2 separate regions of the Drosophila melanogaster genome follow, and region 1 is linked to region 2. Evidence: chromatin contacts called from public Hi-C data. All regions are on one chromosome and are shown on one strand. The core of a region is the stretch at or near the end of the contact, and the rest is flanking DNA. Distances in the headings are between cores, read along the strand shown. Region 1 holds the start of skd (skuld). Region 2 holds the start of BNIP3 (BNIP3,).

Region 1 (6,385 bases), core at 597-3,096, 510 kb before region 2:
CGACTCGGAAAAATCTCGCACCGCCGACGAGATCAGCTCCACCACCTCCTGGTTGCGCAGATTAGCCAGCTCCGCACTGGAATGGCCCAGAAGATAGTCGCCGGTCAGCAGGCCGATCTTGTTGCCAAACGACATGTCGTCGTAGGTGTCCACATCCTGCCCAGCCTGCGTGCTCGATTGCAGATTAACCACGCTCTAAAATGGGACCAAGTGTAAATATTTTTATAATCTATGAGGCATCAGCTCGACCAATGACATATTGATGTTCGTTTCTTGAGTTTCGTCAACTAAATTTGAGGAAAGTTAAACTCATTTGCATACAAACCACTTTCAGTTTACGAGTAACTTTCGAATGCATTTGATCAAAAACTTACATTGTGCACCAGATGAGATATCCGTATCATCTCGGTGACCTCGGCCAAAGCCCTTTGGGAGTGCAGCACTCCGGCACTCTTGTCCTGCTCCACGTCTGGAACACTGGGTGCATGTCCTGCGGCCTTGGACACCAGGAGCACTATCAATCCCCAGGCTTGCATCGTGTTCTTGCCATTGTAGAGCAGGTGCCTGAAGCGGAAGATTCACATAAATTTCAACGCCCTATAAGCCCTTCAGCACCACTCACTTGGCCGTCTTCATCAGCGGATGGGCGCTGCCCACCAGTTTGCGCAGGTGCAGCGCCACATTGGCGATCTCGTCGCTGAGCAGCCAGCGCAGACTGAGGAAGGATGTGGGATAGCCGACGATGCGCTCCGCCTCGCTGACCGCCCTATTCCAGTCGTGTCTCGGGGGCGGGGTCGTAACCTGTGGACTGGCATGCTTTCCACTGGTCGTCGTCGTCGAAGTCCAGCGCTGAGAAGTGAAAGTTTGCAGCGCAGGCGCAGCTTTGGCCACTTGGAGTGGCTGCAGTTCGACGGGAATCCTGCGTCGCATCTGTTGCATAATCCTTAACCCACTGGCGCGGTACATGGCCATTTTCTAGTTATTTTCGCCTACAACACGACTATTTTTTTCAATTGCTTGTATGAAAATCGCGTTTCTTAGCTCCGCTCAGTTAAATCGTTCGTCGAAAAGTGAAATCTTCGAGGTCCGTCGCTGCTTGCGTCTCTGCCGACGTCGCTGTCGGCGTCACCTGCTGCCTACGCTGCTTCTTCTTCTTCCCGGGCGGCCCACTTTTACAGTTGGTCGCTGCTCCGCTCTCAGGTGGCCGCCAAGCGTTCTGTTTGTTTTTATTGCCCCACGCAGTGTCATGGAATTCCGAGGAGGCGGCGCAGGGGGTGTGTAACGGCGGTCTTGAGCGGGAACAGGTTTTCGCACGGCAGCGCCGCTTCGGTGCACACTTTTTGGCCATGGGGAGTACGGTCACTCTTAGGGATGGGAACACAAGTGGCTGGTGTTAGCGATGCAATTGGATGCTAGTGGTGACAAAACACTTATTTGTTTCCATTTTAATAGATTACAAATTCTTCTATTGTACAATTTATTATAGTTTGTATTCACCTTTAAAAAAATTTGTTTTAAGAAGGATCAAACAATCAGTTGACGGAATTGATTCAAACAGAATAAAAATATCTTTTATTTTACACTTCATTCCAATCACTTTACGCATTCGCACCACTTAAACCATTTCATTAAAAGGTTTCTATAACCGTTATTAAATTAAATTTAAGAGATCCTTTATTTATTTATATATAAGATGTGTAATACCTTTGAAGACATAGAACAAATAATTTAAAAAATATACCATTCTAAATTAAGAAGTATTAATTTGTTGTATATTTTGAACTTCCCATTGTGAAGACTTAGTGTTCTGTGGTATTTATTAGTGCTTTTGTGCCACCTCTTTAGTAGTTTTCTGTCTGTGCTAGCTGGCAACACTGGCTCTGCCGCCGACGGCAAGTTTTCCCTCATATTTGTTGCGAATTGTTATAAAAATCGATCGCAGATTTTTCCGTATGCGAATGCGATAGATAAAGTGGCACAAAATGTAAAGATTCAAGACAAGTTTACATCGGTAGTCGGAAAGAACATCAAAAACGGCGATTAAAACGTAGAAAAGTGATCAAAAATGCAAATGCAAAAGCGATTGCCCGAGAAGTGAGAGGGTGTGCGTGTGTGCTGTATGCGTGTATGCGTGCAAGAGGTGCAGCAAATTAAATATAAATAATAATGCCCAAGTGCCGTTGTTTGACAAATAATTGTGGCGCAAAATCATTAAATGATTTTCAAGACGTGTTTAAGCATTGGCAGCGGAAATGTTTAATGGTTTTTAATTGCTCTAGCGGTCGCTGCCCCGGCGGTGTGCCTATGTAGTGTGTGTGTGATTGAAAGAAAGAGGTGGAAAAGGAGGAGAGTGTAAGAAAGAGGAATATGCAACAACTGTGCGATTTTAGTTATCGATGGCATTTTTTTCCGGCTATTTCGAGTGGCCGAAAGTAAAAATCAGAAAATTTGATGTGTACACACACATTACTGCCCAGAAACAGAGAAAACGGTGCGAAAGGAAAACTACGAAAGTGGTTGCTCTGCCATGTAGGTGTATGGTTGATGCGTGTGTGTGTGAGAGGAATGCTGCTGCCCGTCTATGTATCACGTTTCGCACTCTACATATTTGCGTGCGTGTGTGTGCTATGTAGTGTTGTATAGTGCATAATTTATGGAATTTCGGATTTCCTTCGAGTTTCGTTTTAGTTTGAGATTTTTCCCTTAATTTAATCGATCTATGTGCTCGGTCTCTCTCTGTCTGCCTCTCGCTCAAAATGGTTGCATCCCCAAGAGATGCACAAAGAGCGAGCGAGAGCGAGATAAACAGACGCCGACGCCACTAACGCACACGCACACCAATGCATATGCAGTTAGCTGGTAAAACTTGTTTTCTCCCTCTCTCCTCTCTCTCACTCTCTGCTCAGCAAAAAGAGCAAAAGCCGCTATTCGAATTCGGCCGCTACTCGCCCTCTTCTGCTCTCTCGCCACTCGCCGCTGGTACAACTACACTACATACTGGCTATATACCATATATATGGCCGATTCAAAGCTAGGCGAGCAAAATTTCCATTGTGTGTGGCGACCAGCGTTCGCAGTCGGTTCGAAAATTTCTGACTCGTCATTCGTGCGCAAAAAACACTAAATACAACGCAAGAAATTCAAGCCTGAGTAATAGATTAAATATTAATAAATATTTTGAGCTACTGTTGTTTTTCGAAACCAAAAAATAGTCGCAGCTTCGAGTTTTGTGTGTTCACAGTACGTGCGAGTGCATGTGTTGGTGTTTTCCTTGATTACTCATCTTGATTTGCGCTCTATAAATGTGTAGTTCTTTTTGATTAAACATAAATTGGTTGGGTTTGAATTCGAATACAGCCGAAAACTCTTACCTATTTTATTTTGTCTACATCAACGATTAACGAAAATCCAACGACTTTCATCGTCGTTTGTGTGTTTCTAGAAGTAAATGTGTGTGTGCGGTGTATACTCGCTGCCTGTGGCTGAAAAAAGTCAATTTCTGAGTCGCTCTCTCTCTCTGCTTGCTCTCTTTTTGCATGAATGAAACAGCGAATGAACGAACCCTTGTAATTGTGATCTAGATGTGTGTGTGTGATTGAGTGAGTGTAGCAACAAATAAGCAAGTTAAAACAATAAGAAAATTAACTAATAAATGCATCTCTTTCGGAAAAGAAAACATATGCCAAGCGGGAAAAATGTGTGCTCAAAGTCTAATTCTTCTTATATTCCAGCTTTAACCAACAACAACAAAAGCAACATGCTTAATTCTACAGTATGTGTGTTTCATTGCCAAAGCAACGTTTACGCTAACATACTCTCCCCAGAGAGCAGATAAATACAAAATACACATAATAAAAATCAAAACCAAACATCAAATAGCAAATTACAAACAAAATCTAACACCACAACAACAACCACAAAATATCGAAAGTAAAGAAACGAGACGAAAGAGAGCTCTTCATTATTTGTGTATCCGTGTGTGTCGTCTCTCTCGCGTGTGTGTCCGTGCCTATACCGTTGTGTGTGTGTGTGAGAGAGTATTGCTGTGTGCGTGCAGCAGAATCAATAATAAAAAATAAAAATCCAAAATAAAAAGAGCAGAAAAAGCAGCAAGCAAATGTGCAAAATACTACAGAGTATCAAAATCAACAACAAATAACAACACATCGGATAAATAACAATAATAGCAATACACTATAAGCAAACAACGTTGAGAAAATGAGGTGCTGCTGCTGTGCGAAGAAAACAAGCCAAGAACTATGACGCATCAAAATCATCAGACAAACGGCGCAAGTTTGGAGGATTGCCACACAAACTTTTATGCCTTGGTGAGTACTGTGTTGATTTTCTGGGCAATTGTTTCTTATTTTTCGCAATGGGCTTTATTTTTTTTTGCTGCAGTATCTAGGTCAGTGTTGATGATTCAGGAGGGGTTGTTCTCGAGGGGGCTCATTGGCCTGCGGGGGTGTGTCACCCACTCAGAAACAACAATTTACATTACCGATCATGGGATCATCCTCTTCCCCACCCCTCTCTCGCTCGTAATCTCACACTCTTATCGATTGGTAGCCGAAATGTAGGCGCTGCCGGTCAGACACAGCTGTTTGTCGTTATCGCTGCAGAAGCTTCGCAAATATCCTACAGAAACTTAACATGAATGCAGCCACACGAAAATATGTTAAAACCAGATATTGAACTATTTATCATTTCTAATGTTTTACATTATGATGTCATATTTCATTCTTAGGGTCAATTGGCAATCTCTTCTCTTCTTTAATATTTATACATAAAATTGGGGCAATGTACGCACAAAAATTTTGAATGTTGTGATGTTTCAGTGTTTAATAAGTAATTTACTTATCTTTTGGTATGTTGATATCCAACAAATCATTAAATAGCCAAAGTTTAATCACTAAATTGTAATTTTGTTGTTTTTAAAGCAATCAAAACGGTACTGAATTTTTGGTAGAGTGTTAAATTCACTGACCATTTTTTAAAACGTTTAAATTTGTGTATTGCATTTAATTATCACAATTATAAATATACATTTTATAAATGCTCATTGAAATTTTAAACATGTGGATTGTCAAGACACTTAGCTCTTGGAGTATCTAAATAGAATGTTTAGTATGAGGCGTGTAGCTTTCAGTTTTCGGACACGTTCATTCCAACATAGTAAATTTCACGATACTTGTTATTTCTATAAACCTGTAGTAACTGAAAGTAGGAGAATCCGGGTGTTTACTGTAGCAGTAAAAACGGGTGACTTTGTGGCAGCCCACAGCGATTGTTGCTCTGTGACTTTGTGGGTAGCTTTGTGACTGCGGCTCGGTGACTTTGTGGCCCATAACAGGTTCTCCTTTTCCCCGAGACCCAAAGTCGAAACAGAAAACCCAAGACCCGCGACTGAAAACTGAAGACTCGGGGACTACGACTGACGACTAGTTTGTCGGCCCAGCTAGTTAGTGATTGTGCTATTGTCTCTCCGTTTTGGCATATTTCTTTAATGAATCTCGCGTCGAAAGGAGGAGATAGCAGAATGAGAGGGGACGCAGAAGCCGAAAAAATGAAACAGAAAAGCCGAATGAAATAGTCGAGGAAGAAGTGGAGGCGATGACGACGACACGACAATGCGTACAATACAAGTCAACGTGCTTCTGCTCCACTTCCCCGCTCTCTTTATTCCTCTGTGTCTGTTCATGTGTCTGCTTACAACTCTCTTGCAGAGTTTGGAGCAGCAAGAGAGTTGGATAAGTGGGGGGAGAGGGCCGACGCCAACGAAATAACGAAACAATAACAAACGCCAAACTTTCTCTGAGCGAGACGGAGAGCGTGGCGACAGAGCGAGACGGCGCGAGAGAGCAATTTGAACTTGAGAGGCACGCGAGTTAAGTCCGTGATCGAGGGTGGAGCCTTTTGTGAAGATATGATGTGTAAATGTATGAAGGTTTTTAAGTTTCAGCAGATAGTTGTAGTGTGAAGATTTCCAATAAAGAATACGACTGACTTTCTTGAAGTTCAAAATCAGTATGAAGTTTATTGTCAGAGAGTGGCTACTCGAGTCCTCCGTTTTCGTCTTATACATAAGTACATAGGTTCTTAATTGTAAGCATAATGAACATGCCGACTCGGCATGTGGCTGGCTAGCTGGGGACAATGTTGCAGTGCGACTTTTGTGTAATGTCAGCATTCGGCCGGAATGTCAGCATTCGGCCGGATGCGGTGTTCCAGTTGCCGTCTTCCCGGTTGAGTGTCCGATGATTTGTTTAGAGGCGTGGGGGTTTAGGGGGTGGGGTGGTAACTCCTCCCCCCCCAGTTCGAAGTGACGGCCATAGCGAAGGTATGGATGACGCGTAGATTGGTACGTGATGATCCTCGTGGATGT
Region 2 (6,825 bases), core at 1,227-3,726:
TGCTATCGCTATAAAACTAACTTGATTATAAAAGTTAACGACCGAACCCTAAATAATTGTGATATCTTCGATTTGAGCATGGACGCCTTACCACAATAGCAGCGATGAACGTCAGGACCATCATGACGAGCACGATGATGGTGGCGATCAGCCGTGTTTCCGCAAACATTTTCTTGATCTGCTTGAAGGGACCCATGAGAAAGCAGGTACTGAAACCGGAGAAGAGAGACTCATTAGCCGGCTTGTGTGAAGTACGAGTGGAACGGAACCAGCAACTCGCTCACCTGGCCATCGAGATGACGTTTCCTAGAGTGTAGAAGACCGCAAAGACCACAATGCCCCTGTGCAGAAATAGGGCGACCGAGCCGAGTAGGGAAAGTAAGATGCCCAAGGCAAAGCAGATGACGAATCCCTTGATCCGAGTGGACCAGCTCAAAGTGGACATGTCGTTGATCTGCGTATGTAATTGATTGATATTAACTAAATACTTTGATAAGCGTTGGGTCACACGGCTTGGGGCGCCATGTGATCGCGGGGCGTTGCCAGCGGCTAGCTCCTAAGCCACGCCATAATCATAATTCCTCCAGCCAGAATATGTTAAGGGATCTAATGAGATCTGTACCATTAGAAAATTTCTTCACCTGCGTAATGATACTGCTCTCCTCCTCCGGAGTGGGCTCATCTCCACTCAGAACGCGGCGCAACTTGTCCATTATGCGGCGATTGAATAATGTTCAACAGGTGGCTGACTTGGAATTACCGGCACTCCTCTCGGGGGGTTTTGCACATACAAGGGTCTCTTCTGTTTTTATGCTCCGGAATTTTCACACCAAAATAAATCCAAGATCATACCTAGTGTGACCGTGGTGGTAACCGTTAACATATACCGTCCGATTAAAAATTATACCAACAATTTGCAATTTTATATATATCTTCATAAAAAAACTAAAGAAATCAGATATTAGTAGTGCATTTTTGTTCAAGAATATCCATTTAAAAACAAATATGTTTTTATATCAAAATCATATTCAAAATATAATTTTAGCTTTTTCTAGCTAGCATGCCATATTTAGAAACTTTGGCAGCCAACTGCTGGTCACATTCGCGACATCTGGCAACGCCTCCAGCATGTTTTGTTCAGCTCTACGTAACATTTTGAGGAATTCACAAAATGCGGCTAAAAACGCAACAATTACCTCACAAATACGAAATCTGCGAGGACAACAAAGTGTCCACCATGAGGTAGAAGTGTTAACATCACCGGGTATAACCACCAAACAGAATGACAAGAAGACCGAGCCTGCGGAATGTGAAGGCTCCAAAGAAGTGGCTCTGGACTTCCGAAATCGGGAGGCCCATGTGCCTTCCTTCAATTTGGCGGCCTATGTGAACAACTCGAGTACCCTGCAGCAATTTCTCAGCTTGGGAGTGGATCTGCACAGTATTGAACGGCGAAAGGGATTGGGAGACTTTGTACTGAAGCTGGATTTCGAGAAAAATGTGAAGCCCTACATAACGTTCCTGGTGGATCAGGGCGTATCACCCGATGACTTCGGCAGGATGTTCACCAAGAACCCGCTGCTGTTCAAGGAGGACTTGGACGATCTGCAGACCAGAGTGAACTATCTAAAAAGCAAGAGATTCTCGGACGAAGCCAGGCAAAGAATTCTCACCCAGAATCCTTATTGGCTGATGTTCTCCACCAGGCGAGTGGATCGTCGATTGGGTTACTTCCAAAAGGAGTTCAAATTGAGTGGTCATGATCTGCGACTGTTGGCCACCAGAGAACCCAATGCCATTACCTACAATATGGAACACCTCCGCAAGTCTGTGTTCACCCTTAAGGAGGAAATGGGATTCAATGCCAAGGAGCTAAGTGACCTGGTGGTACGAAAGCCGCGCCTCTTGATGATTCGTAAGTCTATCTACATTCAAAATTAAGGACATTTGTAATTAAACAACTTATCCTTGCAGCTCCGGATGATCTTGTCGAGCGATTTAGTTACATTCACCAGGATATGGGCCTTCCACATGCCCAGATTGTCCAGTGCCCGGAGCTTTTGGCCTCACGCGAATTTAGACTGCGGGAACGTCATGAGTTCCTGAAATTGCTTGGAAGAGCGCAATATGATCCGCAAAAAGACCTGTATATATCGCCAAAAACTATAGTGGAAGGCAATAACTTTTATTTCGTCCGAAATGTGGCTAAAAGTGATTTGGAAACATTTGATTTGTTTTTGAAAACGAGATAAGAATAAAATAAAAGTAAATGTATATATACTTTTCATATTCATATATGCATATGCATATATTTTCAAAAGTCAACAGAAACCAAGTTTTATCATTTTAAAAATAACCACCAATAAATTTACTTGATACAAGGGATGCCAGATGTAGGAAAACATAGACACGCACCTGGATTGCTACCGTTTCTCCATCTGGTCACACTGGACAGCAACAAAAGATTTAAACTACGCATTAAGCTTGTGCGTAGAAACGAATCGTGTTTAATTTTAGTTACAAGACAGTCGCTTCGGGAGAAGCATTAAACAAAGTTGCAATATTTCGGAGCTCCAGCGGTTGGCTTCAGTCCGAAACCAGTAGTTATAGTCAAATCGAGTGCAGCGGCGGAGAAACAGCGCCAAACGAAAAGTAAAACGCATTTTCCTACGCATACATAAACAGCAAAAGCGAATACACAAACACAGGCAGACATACGGAAGGGCCAAAAAAAACTTGGTCAAACTCACGAAAGAATAATAGAAATAGTTTAACTTTAAAGCGAGTTAATAATAAGCAATAAACCCAAGTTATCTTTGGTGTTGACGTGTTGAACACACATACCGATAAACAAAAACAAAATGTCTACGACACCAAAATCGAGCGAAGATTTGCTGGGCGGTAAGTTGTTTGTTTTCGTCTGCTTTGCTCTTTCATTCGTGTTTTTTTGCGTCTCCCCTTTTTACAATCATAACAATAACATGGTAACCCGTTATGCCGCATTGTTGTTGTTGCGAGAGTATCTAGACATGTGTATGTATTTATGGAGTTGTTTGCAATTTGTTAGTATCCGCATCCCATATTTTTTCAAGGCTTTGCGTTGTCTGCTTTTTGATTTCTTTCTGCTTTTATTTGTTTACTTTGCACTTGTTCTTGCTCCGCAGAGGGGGCGAGAAAGAAAGAGAGACAACAAAGAATCCGCAAAACTCCGTATGAAAACAAAGACAAAGAAGCTGCCAACGCACTCTTTCTCCCTCCGCTCTTTCATTCATGTCATGTCTTGTTCCTTTACTTTGCACTTAGCACGCTTGACGTCAGTTGTGGTTTACTTTTTGCGCTCCCCATTTCCCCGACCCGGTCTTCTTCTTCCGTCTGGCTTGCTAAAATAATTCGTAAATAAATACATTTTGTGGGAGGGCATTTCCCTATCGGTCGTTTCCAGAAATTGCGCCTTTGGCATATTCGCTTCAATTGTATTTCGGCTGCCCACTTTATCAACATCCACGTTTACACTCGCGGAAAAACTAGGTTATATAAATTTATACTCATCAACGTACTTGAATGTGTTTTTCAAAATCTCTTAATTTTATGAAAATCGTATGATGGACAATATTCAATAAATTTTCTTAGGAATTGCACGAAATGTTGAAATATTTTGTTGACATAAAGTATAATCTTTTTGGTTGACTGCTTGAAAGCACTTTGTTTGTTTGTCGAAAAGGTTGTTGACTACCACAGAAATTATACTACAATTCTGCAAAGTCACTCACAAAAGTAATGCCGGACGAAAAATTTGTTTTTCAATTTACTACCATCCAAGCAGTATTAATCTAATCAGTTTTAGCCCAAATCGAACCATATGTTATGAAATACATCACTTTTGAAAGGTTTGACACAGTTTGGATGTGGAATTCCGTTATCAATGATAGCATATAAATATTATTCATATGTATTTCTATACGTTTGAATGAATCTGATATTAATCTTTTAAAGCTAAGTATGTACATATGTATATGAAATAAGTGTGTAAGTAATGCGCCGGCTTGATCTGTTTCTTGACCTTAAAACACGTGCGAAATGAATGACCAACTTAGAGAAACATTTTTTCTTTGTGCACTGTGCCATATACTACGCAAGAAATCGTATCATGATACCGAGGAGTCATCCATCCAATAATAAAGGCGGTTCAATGGGCCCAACTCAGGGTCTTTTGGACAGCTGCGCATCAAGATGCACACCCGACAAAGCCCGAAGAGGGTAGGGTAGAAAGAGAGAGAGAGAGGGGGAGTGATTGTTAGAGAGAGACGGAGGGTGGTTGGCCGAAAGAGAGGGAGAGAGGCCTACGTGCCGTGAGTCACAAAGCCATTGTTTTTGTTTTTGCCACCCTTCTGTGCACTTTTGCTTTTGTTTTTGTTTCCATTTTCGTACCTGTAACCCGGATTCCCGATAATGCTCCAAATATTGTTTACCTGTGCAAAACTTCTGCGTCTACCTGACATACGGGCATTTCCATTTTCTATTTTCGCAACATTTCCATCATAAATGCATCATCCTTTTCGTCTAGACGATGCATTTAGTATTCAATTGTCAGCATGATTGGTGTGCCACGTGAGTGATCTGAATTATTCTGTAACTGATTCCATCGCGAAAGTGTCTAAATTAGATGATTGTACAGTGATAACTCGAGAGAAAGCAATACCAGGAAGATTTTAAATTTATAATGTGACATTACAAAATTATAGAAAAAATTAATTTTAATTAATTAGAAAGTGAATAATAGATGATATAAGAGGCGTTGGGTGTGATCGTATGTGTGATTATATATATGCGTATACATGTAATCAGTTGGTTGTATTATTAGGTAGTTTTTAGGAACGCTACACTGTACTCCTTATCAAGTAACTTGCACGCTTCTCGTGCCCATATTGCATCGCCAGTTTGTCTTTTTTCTCGATTTGTTTTGAAAATGAAATTTTCTCCGTAGAGCATTGATAAGCATCGGCTTGTATAGACTATAAACAAAACATGTGTGCTGCTTTATATACACAGTATGCCGAAAAGAAACGGAAATTATGCGAGTGGTGGGGTTTTTAGCGTTATCAATGGGGCACGAGCACTCGAACAGATATATACAAGCACATACATTGCAGATCCGGCTAACGAATCGAACGTATGTATGGTTAAAATGTTTTTACGTGTAAACAAAAACGAAGACAAACGCTGAAAGGGTGACGATGGCACATTTTTAGAGCCGCTGCCGCCGCACAGTGGCTCTCAAACTGCACGCCTTTCTGAGTAAACAAGTGAAACTACTTTATTTTGTCAGCAAGTGTAATTTTAGACAAGGGATTACTTTAAACTGACGTTTATCAGCTTAGAAATAAATAAACTGTTTCATAAATAAACAGTTAAATAGGGTTAAACCATTCAAAACTTAAACATCGTAAAATATTGATATGTTCTGTATGAAAATTTCTAAAATTAAATTAAAAATTGTTGTTAACGAACCTAGAACGTTTTCGTTTGTATAAATTCAATAAAGAACGTCATAACGCACGTCTGTGTTTGGACTTCTCATGTTTATTCAACACGCCCCAAAAGGTTTCGACCCTCGAGCCTGTGCTATATTTAACCACCTCCAAATGCAACCAACTAAATATTTAATTTCACCCCATTTGGCTTTAGCTTTCACCCACTTTGTTCGCCAGTCTATCATGCTAATGATCTACTTTCCAGAATCTTGGATCGAACTCAGCACAACAGCTGCGATGGCTGGCATCAAGAGCCCCGACAGAATCACTCCGTTGCCATTCAACAATGGCGAGGAGTACCTGAGACTTCTGCGCGAGGCCCAGCGCGAGTCGAACCAGTCGAGCCGTGTCGTCTCCTTGGCCAGCTCCCGTCGTGATACGCCCCGTGATAGCCCCAAGAGTCCACCGAACAGTCCCCAGTCGGAGCTCTGTCCGGATGATGAGCTCAGAAACGTGTACATCAACTACTGGACCAAGGTAAGAGATGAGAATCGAGGCGGAACCGAGGTGATCTTGCTAACAATGCCAGTCTCTGTTTTTGCTTTTGCCAGGGAGGAGACAAACAGAATGCAGGCAATGAAGATTGGCTGAAGAACTGGAATCAGCCACCCAGGTATGAAAGTTTATTTAGCTAAGTTTCTAGAATCTAGAACTAAGTTTGGAGCATTGCGGCCTTTTACCACAAATGGTCATTCATTGAATTATTATTTACAGTAGCTGGAACATTGAGGATTCAAGTCGGGATGCCGGCGACGAGGGCGAGAAAAAGAAGACTAACACAGGCTACTCCATCCGTTTGAAGCGACTGGGCTCCAACTCGTTGTTCTCCCGCGAAATTCTGTACTCGCTGCTGGTGACCAACGTCCTGTCCCTGCTGCTGGGAGCTGGATTCGGGTAAGGGTCTCTAGCAATCTTCACCAGATTCACATTTCATGTAATGGTATTTATTTATAGGCTATGGTTGAGCAAGCGTGGCATACTCCTTACCCGTGTGGTCATTGACTGAAAGATGCCATAAACAAAAAGGAGAAAGAGGAAATATATATAATCGTTTTCAATCTATCAATATGCACATCAATCGAAAACAGAACACGATGCGTTCCATATAAGAAAACGAAGTATACACATCTATACAGCCAACCGTATTCCAACTCATTTGTATTTTTATCGGAAGTCTATATTTTCGACACCTTCTCATTCAGTACATACCTATAAAAATGTAATTTCTAATTACTAAGCCAGCAAACTAAAACAGGCCTTTGGGCAATGGTTGAAACTAAGCGTTTTCATATTT

Evidence for each region. Hi-C and Micro-C count contacts between places; a contact is called where the count stands out from the background.
Region 1: a contact with region 2 is called in a Hi-C map of the Kc167 cell line, with 5 times the contacts expected there. A contact is called at or near these places in 14 of 107 Hi-C or Micro-C datasets (the Kc167 cell line, the OSC cell line, the S2 cell line and 6 more) and 2 of 7 datasets of targeted methods (both in the Kc167 cell line).

Annotation. Positions count from the first base shown.
Region 1 is chr3L:21,022,895-21,029,279 of dm6, reverse strand. skd (skuld) reads left to right here and starts at 1,846. Exons shown (of 13, transcript NM_168879.3): 1 at 1,846-1,984; 2 at 3,732-4,328. The coding sequence starts at 4,260. It overlaps Pdss2 (Decaprenyl diphosphate synthase subunit 2), which reads right to left and starts at 1,365. Exons shown (of 3, transcript NM_141020.4): 1 at 623-1,365; 2 at 375-564; 3 at 1-195. The coding sequence starts at 972. It also overlaps asRNA:CR45801.
Region 2 is chr3L:20,515,044-20,521,868 of dm6, reverse strand. It overlaps BNIP3 (BNIP3,), which reads left to right and starts at 2,476. Exons shown (of 5, transcript NM_206403.2): 1 at 2,476-2,652; 2 at 5,737-6,008; 3 at 6,083-6,144; 4 at 6,246-6,425; 5 at 6,486-6,825. The coding sequence starts at 5,769. The coding sequence ends at 6,537. mTerf3 (mitochondrial transcription termination factor 3) reads left to right here and starts at 1,097. Exons shown (of 2, transcript NM_140983.3): 1 at 1,097-1,915; 2 at 1,975-2,279. The coding sequence starts at 1,129. The coding sequence ends at 2,252. It overlaps CG5104, which reads right to left and starts at 860. Exons shown (of 4, transcript NM_140984.3): 1 at 642-860; 2 at 285-454; 3 at 92-209. The coding sequence starts at 713.